2 separate regions of the Muntiacus reevesi genome follow, and region 1 is linked to region 2. A link is a contact called in public Hi-C data. All regions are on one chromosome and are shown on one strand. Each heading gives the region's core, a stretch centred on a gene start, on an enhancer-like site or on the middle of the called end of the contact. The rest is flanking DNA. Distances are from core to core; before and after follow the strand shown.

Region 1 (6,282 bases), core at 2,792-5,291, 250 kb before region 2:
ACAGCCTACTCAATTTGGAGTCCTGAGGCTGTGCACCTCTGTAAGTATCACAAACCAACACTCTCATCTACTCTCTCCAGGTTCATTTCTTTCTGTTATTTATTTACTTCCTAGATTATAGTCAGTTTAGAGGGACTGTACTTTGTGTTAAAAAAACAAAACATTTAGCAGGGTGTATTCGTTATTTCACAATATTTCAAAACACACCCTGAACTACAGAAAATTTAGAGAGTGGGAGGAGTGATGAGCTAAGTCAGGATGATTCCAAGTGAGAATGAAGTGTTCAAGTCCTAGGAAACTGTCAACAGGAAAGTTAGAGCCCTAACTCCTCTACTGCTCATTTGTTTGTCTCTTGGAAACAGTGATCTAATGATATGCTCAGGCTTGGCTTCAAACTGAGCCTTGAGCTAAGCCAGAGGCTCCTAGTGATCTGATAAACTGCTGGGAAATAACCTTGGTCCTTCTAGTTGTTCAATGGCCTTGCTGAGGCCATCATGTTCAGGACAGTGAAGGGAGGACTCTGGTGTATGCTCGCTAATACCAGCCCACTGTCTGAAAAACCTGCGTGGGTCCTCACTCACTGTACAACAATAGGAAGTATGAACAGACTGGCACATATCTGACATGACTGCAGGGAAAAACAAGCAAGCAAATAGCCTCTATAGTTATGAAGTTACACATCTGCTTTTCTAAAATTAAAAATATATATTCTCTTAAAGGTCAAACAATTTTCACTTTAGTAAATTTAGGAAAAATCACCCCATAGTCACCAAAATCCCATTGTCCCTAAAAGACAAAGCATAAGACCTTCTTTTGACTTCTGAATTTTTGAATGTGTGTGATAATAGCCCATTTAAAACACCTCTCTTCTGATTTCACAGTTTATTTAGTACCATCTTCTACGTAGATCTCTTGCCTGCTAAGTTCTCTGAGTACAAATCCCTTGGTTTCTTCTGCTGAGTAGGCATCAAGTGTTGCCAGTATGAACACAAATAACCGTCTCATCTTCAGCCTAGGTTGAAAGCCTAGGGGTAGCCTTTGTAGAGAGTGAGGCTTCTCACCTCCTAGCTCTCTCTAAAACTCTATTGAATGCATATCCTTTTAAGAAATGTCTTCATTTCTTTATTCTGTCTCTCTGAGCTCTGAAATCCTTCATGTGTGCATTCACCATGGCGCTTATGGCCCCCTGGCTTGGGAAAGGAATCTCTCCCCCACGATTACTTTTGCACTATATATCCCCTGGAGACCCAGACACCCTAGCTTTTGATTCCCCATGGTTTCCATCACAAGAACCTGCACAGAACTACCTAATAAACATATTCTCAAGAAGCACCTGTTTGTTCTTGATTGAATGCTGAAAAAAAGTGTCAGTTTGTTCTTAAGAGAATAGTTCAACCCCAGGGACAGGCATATAAATATCCAGGGGTTCCAGGCCATTCCCCACTCTACACATGTTCCCACACCCCTCATCTAAGCCTACTGTTTTCAACTGGAAGGTTGAGAATCAGAGAAAAACACTTTCCTAGCATTATTCCTGTCCCAGGGGAGCACAGCTGCCACCCAGAACAGCACTGTGTGGTATCTACAGCTTCCCAAGTGATATGGTTTTCCAACCTAGTGGAGGAGTTTGTGACAGTCTCTCACCCTTGGTCCTTTCTTCCAGGGTTGAGTGCTCCACGGGATAAAAAATTTTCTTTTGGACTGACAATGACGACCCACCATTAGTTGTATTCTAATTTTCTGAACTTGAAAATTTGTATGTAATTTCAGCCTTATGGAGAAATTGTTGAGCAGTATAAAGTTTCATATACCTGTTACCCAAATTTACTAACTGATCGCTCAGCCCCTGCCCCAAATACACAGTTCTCCCACATATGCACATGCATCTATGCCAATTTCTGTATTGGGATGAATAATCATGAGTTCATGCTAACTTCAGTTCCAGTCTTCACTTAAGAGGTTATTCTAATTTCACTCCCTTTCCGTATTTGTAATTAGCTCACATGAGTGTGGTAAAAATTAAAGACTTTATAGGGCTTCTTTGGTGATCCAGTGGTTAAGGATCCACCTTCCAATGCATGGGATGTGGGTTCGATACCTGGTTGGGGAACTAAGATCCTGCGTGCTGCGGGACAACTAGAGCGAAACCTGTGTGCCTCAAGTAGTGAGCCCTCAAGCTCTGGAGCCTCTGCTCTGCAACAAGAGAAGCCGGCACGAACCAACGAAGAGCCCTCGCACTACAGCGAGACCCAGCAATGCCGAAATTTTTAAAAAAGATGCCGTGTGCTGCAATGAAAGATTCTGCATGCCCAACCAGAACTGAGGGCAGCCAAACAAACAAATAAATAAAAATAAATATTTTTCAAAAGAAAAATATCTTTAAACAAGACTCTATAGTAGTGTCTGGAGTACTATAGGCAGTCTATTAATTTTAGATGACTGAATGAAGAGAAAAATCATTATTAAAGAGTTCATTTCTTTAAAAAAAAGAACTAGTCCCAACACAAGTGTTTCAAATGAACTATTATAAACATTAATGGGAGCAATTTTGTTCTTAGTTATGAAAGGTTTAAGAGAAATGTTCTTTATAGTATCAGGGATCCAAACAATGAAAGGTTTTCCAAATGATGAGAAGTATATCAAGGTTTCCAGAACCTGACAGCATGCGAACTCATATAAAAATTACAATTTATTTAGTATTTACTCTGTTCTACATTGTGTTATTGTATTGACTGATTTAGTTCTCACAACAACCCTAAGGGGCATTTTTATTATTGTCTATATTTTATAGATAAGAAAACTGATGAGTAAGAGTTAATCAACTTGGCGAAGATTCCAAGCAATAAAGAAGTTGGAATTCTGTCTGTAGATGTCATGTTCATAGCCATTTATACTATAAATCAAACAAATGGATGACATTCTGGGATGATGAAAGATAGAATATTCAACCTCCTGAATGTATTACTACCAGCAGTACTTATCTGGTGTAAATTTTTCTGTTACTTAATGCAGTGGAAATGTTGAAATTGATAAAATTGAAAGGCATTTTCACTCAAGGAGGCAGAAGAAAGGCACCTAAGTAGCTGAATTTCTGTCAGGTGTTTTGTTAAATCTAGATGTTTTGGTATTTCAACATATTGGACTTCTTGCAAAGGCTGTGCCGCACGTAAACACAGCTTTTGTATGCCAAGCATGTAATCTGCAGGGCACATCCACACAAAGATATACGGTACACACCCAATTATAAACAGTTGCACTGCCTTGGAGGGCCTTGGAGGTCAGCCAGCCCAAAGACCATTTTCCTGTCATATACGGAGGCCCAGGGAGGTTAAGACCACAGTCACACAAAGCTGATGTGGGGGCTGTCTCAATGGCGCGCTTTCCATTTCCTCGGGCTACCTAATACATTTGCTTGCATTTCCTATTTGTGTGTGCTTATTTATGCAAAAGTAAATGGGCCTGCTTCAGGTGCTTGGGATGTAAACCACGATTAAACAGAAAAGAGGGTCAGGGCCCTGCCTATCTGGCCAGCTCGAGACGAAACAGCAGCCCCAGGTCAGAGGGCCCGCCAGGCCCGCCCCTGGTGTTCCGCGCTGAGACGCTGGCCGACGCGCTTTCGCAATCCTCCGAGTGGGAGGTCGGAAATCCGCCACCCGGTGACACAGCTCCCGGACTAACTCTGCGGTCCATTTCGGGAAAGGGGGGCAACGCCCCGAGCCGCGGGGCCACTGGGCTGACTAGGAGCCACGGGAGGGGCCCTCGAGGGACAACGCGGTGAAGCCAGGGCGCTTAGAACCTGGCCGCTATAGCTTCACGCGCCTCGGTCCTCGGCCCTCAATCCGACGCAAAGGACACCGCTCCCGGCCTGGGCCCTGGGGGGCGGGGCCGCTTGCTGACAGGACCCATCCTCCCATTGGCCCGGAGGATGAGTGACGCGGAGGCCCCGCCCCGCCTCCCCGGCGCTCCTTCCCGCGCCCTCTGTGCCGCCTGCGCTCAGGGAGCTGACGTGTCGGGGTGGGTGGTTGCGGCTCCTCCCCGCGCGGCAGCCACTCGTCGCGAAGACGGAGGGGCGGGGTGGCCGGGGCCGGCGCTCCCCCTGGCCCCAGCTCCCGGCCCGCCCCGCCGCCCCGGCCCCCCGGATGAAGGTATATATTAGGAGCTGGCGCTGGACGCAGATGAGTGGCCGCGCCCAAGGAGCCGGAGCCGGGCGGAGCTGCGGTGGCGGCGAGAGAGGTGAGGGGCGCCCAGCCCAGTCGCTGTCTCCTTCTCCCGCGATCCTGCGGTAGACGGCGGGATTCGGGACCTGGGGCGGTCGGGGGCCTGGTGCCGCCACGCACACGCTTCCGAGGCCTCGGCCGCGACGTGGACACGCGGTGCACGTACGTGCACAGAGCCGGCGTCCGGGCACACGCGGAAGAGCCCGCTCACACCCACACCGCCTCCTGCGCCCCGCGGCGCTTCTCAGCCTCGGCTCCCTGGCCGGGAGCGCTGGCGTGAGGGGCCCCCATGGGCAGGCTCTGGAATCGGGGGCTTGTCGTGCCGTTGGGCGTGGAGCCTCACCTGGACCTGGGACGGGGGCTTTGAGGTTCTCAGCAAGGGACTTAGGCCAAGCTTGGGTGGGATCCTACAGTGGGGAGAAGTCGTTGGAACTGTCCCGTGGGAGCGAGTTGGGGTGTCTTGAATATATGAGGGAAAGATTCTGAAAGCGTTGACAGTACACTAAGGATTCGAGATACCTGTGGAGGACGTCACATGGACAAAACCTACTTGCCACTTTTCTTTTAATACTGGTAATGGGAGAGGGTTGAAATTTCTGGCTTTTCCCTGGCTTGGCCAAGCAGAAAGATGGGATTGGAGGGTTTAGAGCACTCATGTGCTGAACATATGGTTTCCTGAAGATTTTATTAAGTTTGGCCTGACCCTATGCTATATTTATTTGTACGTGACTTATGATATCTGAAACCAGGTAATAGTGATTATGATACTAAGTTTATGTTGTTAACGTAGTGCCTTTAGTTTAAGGTCTTTCTGGTGAAATTAGGAAAATGAAGGCAGTTTCTATTCCTTCACTGTTGCAGAACTGTCTTGCTTAGTTAAGGCTAAAAAAGATTTAATATGCTATGCTCTGAAGTATTTATAGGATTCGATGGTTATGGCCCCTCTTGTTTTTCTAAAGGTTTGAGAGGTTTACTTACCAATTTGGGAGGCAAAATATAGCAGCAGAAATAGGAGTAGAAAGGAAAGCAGAAAAGGAGCATGAAGTACTAGATATCTTTCATTCCTGCCTGCATGTGTTTAGTCGGTCAGACTCTTTGGGACCCCATGGACTGTAGTCCACCAGGCTCCTCTGTCCATGGAATTTTCCAGGCAAGAATACTGGAGTGGGTTGTCATTTCCTACTCCAGGGATTCTTCCCAACCCAGGCATTGAACCTGTGCCTCCTACATTGGCAGGCAGATTTATCACCCCTGAGCCACCTGGGAAGGCCAGGTATCTTTTATGCTAGAGTTTAAATTCCAATAAAGGTATATTTGCTTCCCTCATAGCTCAGTTGGTAAATCATGTGCCTGCCCTGCAGGAGACCCAGGTTCAATTCCTGGGTCGGGAAGATCCCCTGGAGAAGGAAATGGCAACTGACTCCAGTATTCTTGCCTGGAGAATCCCATGGATAGAGGAGCCTGGCGGGCTACAGTCCATGGGGTTGCAAGAGTCAGAAACGACTTGGTGACTAAACCACCACCAAACCACCACCACCAAAGGTATATTTGATAATGGTGGACTACTACAAATATGTCATTGTTACTGATGTATTGGTATGGACATATAGGAGATTTTGTCATAATTTATAGATATTCAACTTTTTCAGATTTGGTTGTTGAAATAAAAATTCCAGTCTAGTCTCTTATTCACTACTGCTTACCATTACACACCGGCACACACCTCTTGTCAGAATTAATGGAGGAAGTGCTGCACTTTTTGTGGCGTGAAGGCGGTTCTATCTGGCCCATCCTGTGAGGCTCCTCTCCTGCTGTCCTGCACGTGTCCTTCCTTTTCCGTGATGGCGTATGAACTCACCTGCACAGTGAGTCAGATATGAGAACATCAGATGTGTCTATTTTTCTGAATGAAGAAAGTCCAGATTACTTCTTTTTCTTGCCATTTCTCTGTTTTACACACACACACATATACACACATAGACATGTACATGAAGATAACAAAGTCTTTTTCTCCTGAGAGGCAGTACAGCACGATGGTTAAGAGCATGCGGTTAGGAGTCAGGCT
Region 2 (6,046 bases), core at 2,427-4,926:
CATTTGGATCCACAGGTGATAAGTCATAGATATATATTATGTGGCTCAGACAGTAAAGAATCTGCCTGCAATGCAGGAGACCCAGGTTTGGTTCCTGGGTCAGGAAGATCACTTGGAGAAGAGTAGGGAATGGCTACCCACTCCAGTATTCTTGCCTGGAGTATCCAATGAACAGAGAAGCCTGGCAGGCTACAGTCCATGGGGTCGCAAAGACTGGACACGACTGAGCAATTAACACTTTCATTTTCATATATTACGCGTATATCTGAAAATATAATTTATTACTAAACAGAGATTATATCTGCTCTTTAATATTTTATCTAACAACTTAAAAGGTCCTGCATTTTTTAAATGCTGATTAAAAACTAGTAAAATCAGTACTAGAAAACAGATTTATCTCCATTTATAATTTTATATTCATTTTGTATTTAAAAAAGAAATGCACACGCATAGCATCTTCTGGTCCTTGAGTCCTACAGAACAATAGCTTATTATGTATAGGCAGCATATGACCTTTTACTATCTAATGACATTGGTAAAATGCCACTCTCAAAGTAGTTCTCGGCCAGACTGGATGTACAGTGATTTGAAGAAAAAACAGATGAAAGATACCTACAAGAAGACGTCCCATTGGCAGCTGTTTTTTGCCCCTGTTGCAAACCATAGGCAAGTTAGTTCTAGAGAGGACTTTAAGAACCCAGAACAAAGCTCTATTATGGAGGCTAAAGATATCTTTATTTATTTTTGTCTACCTAAGGACAATTTCAGGCATGATACAAGAAACCAGAGATCAGTTTCAGAGTTTAGTGTAGAAACAAATTTATTATGGGAAGAATGAATAAACAGCTAAAGGTAGTGACTGCATTTACTATGCTGATCATGGGGCCAAGGTGTGTTATGGATAAACGGCGTCATTGGGTAGCATGTTTTCTTCTGGTGTCTCTAGGAAAACAGCCCATGAACAATATAAACTCAAGATGACTAGCTTGAGGTGATAAAAGTCACACTTACTCACCTATAAGCAAAACCATGAGGACTTCTCTGGAGGTCCAATGGCTAAGACTCTGCGCTCCCAATGAAGGTGGCCTGGGTTTGATCCTTGGTCAGGGAACTAGATCCCACGTGCCACAACTAAGACCCACTGTAAGTGAATAAATTTTTTTTAAAAGAGTTATTAAAAAAAATTATGACTATTATTGAGCAGCATCTGACATGTGATGAAATATCTTTAAAATACAAAATTAAGTATCTGTCATCAACAGAGTCTTATTCTCTTGGTCTCTCTGGCACATCCAGCAGTTCAGCCTATCTTTTAGAGGCTGCAGAACCTTGAAAGCAGCAACTTTAGTTGAAGAAGACCAAGGTTTCCCCACTTAGCTTGGATGGACATCACGATGGAAGGAGAGACTGCTGGTCTTGCTCCAAAGTCTTCAGGCCTTCACTCAAGTCACAGACAGTCCTACACTGGTGGTCATCCTCAGATTGTGATGATACTAAATCCTGAGTCTGGGCCCTCCCCGTATTGGTAGGAATGAGTTTTTCATAGGATAGCCACACAACTCTATGTCCCCTCTCCTATTTATTTCACAAGTCATTTCTGAGCTCTATGTGCTTTCATGCTAAATTTCTTCAGTCGTGTCTGACTCTTTGCAACCCCATAGTCTGTAGCCCACCAGGCTCCTCTGTCTATGGGATTATCTAGGCAAGAATGCTGGAATGGGTTGCCGGGCCCTCCTCCAGGGAACTGAGCTCTGGATGCTCTAAGAGGAGGCTCTGGGTCTAGATTCTAAAGATTGGGGTGTACTGTCAGACCCTATAAAATGGCTGCTCTCTTGGTCTCTAGACATCGCTGCCTACCTGGCCCTGCCTCATCCTTACTATAAGCACATGATGGCCTCCTTCTCCTGAGCTGAAAGTTTAATTGGTGACTACCTGTATGATCAGCCCCGACCCTAGCTAACAATTATTCTAAGACGGAGGGCCAGAATGACTCCAACACGTTTGATCACCAACAAGAAACAGCGGCCCGTGTACAGGTTGCTAACCCAAAGAACTGTGGGAAGGCGTTTCAGCAGTCTCCGTGGCAATCAAGGAGTCCTTCTGATGTCAAATCCCCTTTTATCCATACCCTTCTCCTCCACTGTGTAGTGAACGCTGCGGCCTTGTCCTGCCTCCTATTGACCACACACAGTGGGGCCTCACTCCAGAACAGTTGCCTCTTACATGTGAGATGTAATAAATCAGGGATGTCTCTTTTGCCTCTGGACTCTTTCTTTGGTCTAGCAATTGGGCAGCTACAAAAGTTGCAAGACTGTAAGGGTGCAGGCCAACACCGGAGTTAATTTTACTCCAGAACTTTCAGAGAATATTGTTAAATCATGGTTTCTTTATAATAGCTGTAAGTGGGTTATGGGTAGAAGTTGAATACCACTCAAAAAGAAAAAAATTACAGGAATTAAATCTTTAATAATCACATGTACTTCTTCAATCTAATTTTATTGGTGTAAGATTTATCTAATACTAAACTGATATCAAATTAATCAAAACGTCCAGGTTATTCAAGGCCAATGTAAATGACGTCAGTCTCGTATCTTTCAGAGATCATTGCTGTTTATAAATAATTGAAACTTTCAAAGTGGTTATGAAGTACCTTACACAGAGTTTGATACACGACGTGCAGAATTCCTTATGGTGGACCCAGACTGGTGATGGTCACATTGTTACTGCTGCTGCTGCTGCTAAGTCGCTTCAGTCGTGTCCAACTCTGTGCGACCCCATAGACGGCAGTAGCCCACAATAAATCCAGAAACCTAAAGTAAGCATTAGAAACTTTTATGGCAGTTTGGCAGAGTACTTACATCTGTTGAATTTAATTTAAAAAAAACTGAGGCTTGTATGCTTCTTGCTTTTAATTTTTCTAGCAATTTATTTTTATTGATTATTCCAGAAGTACCCATTTGGGGTGGCTTGGAAAAACAAAGCGGGTCCTTTATAACAAAGAACTTGAGACTCACTGAAATAGGAGGTTACAGGACAGGACCCATCACGTCCTATGGAATTCTGAGCTTCTCTGACTCTACACCATATTCCAAATTTTGAAAATTGGCAATTTATGCATTACTCTCCGTAAAGTTCTTAGTAAAATCAATGTTCATTTCCGCGAAGATGATTTTTTAGAGGAAGAGGACGAGTTTTGGAAACAGAAGGTTGGGTGTTAAATGGCACAGTGCCTGGACGGAAAACTAATGATCATCTCTAAACTTCACTTCCTAGCCTCAAACCTCTCCTCTAAAATACCGAGCTCTGGTGAAAATATCCTGAGGTCTTCCTGCCATGAAGTGCTAATCAGAGGCGTCAGGGTATTCACCCCGTGTGAGCCGCGAATCCCCTACCGGAGCGCAAGGCTAGAACGCCCCAAACGCGACAAAAGCCGGACGTCAGCGGGGCGAACCCGGGGCGGGACACCTTCGAGGCCCAGGAGCAGGGACAGCTCGGATTGGCTCGGGCCTCGTGCGACAACACGGCTCCGCCCCTCGGCCTACCTCACTCCATCCCGGCTCCTGCGCCGTGAGCGGCTGGCAGGCAGCGAGCGACGGAAGAGGGCCCGGCGCGAAATCCGTGACGTGACAGGGAGGCGGGGCCCCTCCGGGCCCTGATTGACGGCCCGGGGGCGTGGCCGACGCGGGGTTACGGGTCTAAGTGCAGGTGAGAGGCCTTGCTGGGTGCCTGCTTTGGGGCGCGTGGTCACAGGGTGCGCAACCATGCGGAAAGTGGTTTTGATCACCGGGGCGAGCAGGTGAGACCTCCTTCGAGACAGTGGAGGCGGCGGGGCTGGGGTCCGAGGGAGCAGGAAGTACCAAGCCAGGTGGACCCGCCACCGACCGACCCCAGGAGCCCCTATCGCTGACCCTGCCTCGGTGGGGTCGCGGGCCGGAGACCCTGTCCGGCTTTTCTCTGGGCTCCCCTATGCGCGAGGTACCAGGCCTGTGGGCGTCGTGAGCGGCTCAGTAACGTGCTTTCAATTAAACACGACAGCGAAAATAAAAGGCGAGCGCCACTCAGAGATGTGTCTCGGTGACGATCCTGTCGGTATGCAGAGAAAGTGACTCTACCCACTCACCTCGCCCCCTTTCCACTTTTGACTTTCTCATCACTGGTAAATTAGACCAGATCACCGTACTTTTTGTACTCTCGCAGTTTTTTTTTTTTTTTTTTTCAGTGCTAGACTTCCGCCCCTAGATACATTTCAGCGTCCAAGAACGTTAGAATACGGGTGCGGGGGGGAATATCTCATGTAGCACAGTGCTAGACACCTAGTATACCTACTCTTCAGAGACTCAGAGAAAAGTAACTTTTCTGTTAAGGCGTGGAAGGAGTGCAAGTAACCATACTGCCGAAGAGTAATTTAGTCTGGGGGCTGGGTATTTGGATTCAGCCTCTGTTTTACTTTTCGTTTGTAATTCAATGAACAGTGTGTGGAGGATGAAACTAACCAAGCCATTTTTCTAATTGAGGCGTTTGAGGGGTGGAGGGTGGTGGATTAAGGCTGAGGTTATGTTAAACGACATTTAAAATGAGTTCAGCTTTCAGTTATCTAGACATGTCCATGTTAACTGAAACAAACCTGGCAGGTGTCCTGTGATGTGCAGAATCTTAATATGCCCTCACCTGAATAACTTTAACAGCCAGTGTGGTGCTTTCTATGTTGACGTGCTTAAATAAGCCAGGCTTGATTTTGTGTTTGTTCCTTTTACAAATATTGTGATATGTGCAATTGTATATTTATAGAAAAGGCCTATTCTCAAGTGGGGATGAATAAACATAACTATGGTTTATTCATGGTGCAAGGCTCTTTGCCTGGAATCAGCTTTAAAGTCTTGGAAAAAGCCCACTTACCTAGGGTTTCACTGTTATCAGCCAAGCTGATCCGACCCCTCTCCCCACCTACTGTGTGCTTTCACAATGCTCTTTCTGAAGGAGGTCATTGACACATGTACTCATCCGTGGGTGGGGAAGATCCCCTAGAGGAGGAAATGGCGACCCTCTCCAGTATTCTTGCCTGGAAAATTCCATGGACAGAGGAACCTTGTAGGCAACAATCCATGGGGTCACCAAGAGTCAGACATGACTGAGTGACTAAGCATGCAGCATGCATTCGTCCCTACTTCTCTTTCCTTGTAGCCAGCTTATATTTCTTTTTCCTATCTTCCACTTAATTGTCTTCCTGTTGGTTATTCAGTCTGAGTAGTTGAAAGGGACGTGTCTCTCCTGCCATTTGCTTATACCTTACGCTGAAAGAGCCACCCATTCCTTAAATTAGGAATTTCTGGTGCTGCTGATAGTGGCCATGATACCAGCTGATAGAAGAGCCCTTGCCTTTGAGAAACCCGGACAGCAGAGTAAAACACACACACTGCTAACTGCTGAGATGCTCTTTTTAGCTCTTGCTGGTGATGTACTGAATCATTTTCATGAGTGTCACGATCAGCATAAAATGAAAACCACTGACAGCATAAACTCTGTCTTAAATGCTAAAGGACAGTTCTCATTTGCAGTTATTCAGGTCATTGAGCTTTTGCAAAATGAAAGAAACATAAGTTGGACAACATCCTGAGCCAGTGACTTTTAGAGTTGGAGGGTTCCCCACTTCTTTACATAGTTTTTGAGTGCTTTCTGTCTACCTGGACTCCTCTTTGGGGCTCAAGTTGACAAAATCAGTCTTCTGAGCCAGAGAGAAGGTGCCTCTATTTGGCACCATCTCATTTAATGCATATTCTATATCTGAATTGTCCTCTCAGTGGCGTGGGCCTAGCCCTCTGCAGGCGGTTGCTGGAAGAAGATGATGCGCTTCACCTGTGCTTGGCGTGCAGGAACGTGAGCAAAGCAGAAGCTGTCCGCGCCTCTCTGCTGGCCTCCCACCCCGCTGCTGAGGTCTCCATCGTGCAGGTGGATGTCAGCAGCCTGCCGTCCGTGTTCCAGGCCACCAAGGAGCTCAAGCAAAGGTCTGTGTCTTACTGATGGCTTTTTTCTCATATGGTTGTGCAAT

The links. Hi-C and Micro-C count contacts between places; a contact is called where the count stands out from the background.
Region 1: a Hi-C map of blood shows a contact between it and region 2, with 2.7 times the contacts expected there. The contact joins the promoter of UAP1 here to the promoter of HSD17B7 in region 2. A contact is called at or near these places in 2 of 3 Hi-C or Micro-C datasets (blood and muscle).

What each region holds. Positions count from the first base shown.
Region 1 is chr1:69,965,032-69,971,313 of mMunRee1.1, reverse strand. It overlaps UAP1 (UDP-N-acetylglucosamine pyrophosphorylase 1), which reads left to right and starts at 4,041. Exons shown (of 9, transcript XM_065946614.1): 1 at 4,041-4,233. The coding sequence starts at 4,140.
Region 2 is chr1:69,718,502-69,724,547 of mMunRee1.1, reverse strand. It overlaps HSD17B7 (hydroxysteroid 17-beta dehydrogenase 7), which reads left to right and starts at 3,676. Exons shown (of 8, transcript XM_065946562.1): 1 at 3,676-3,796; 2 at 5,799-6,002. The coding sequence starts at 3,762.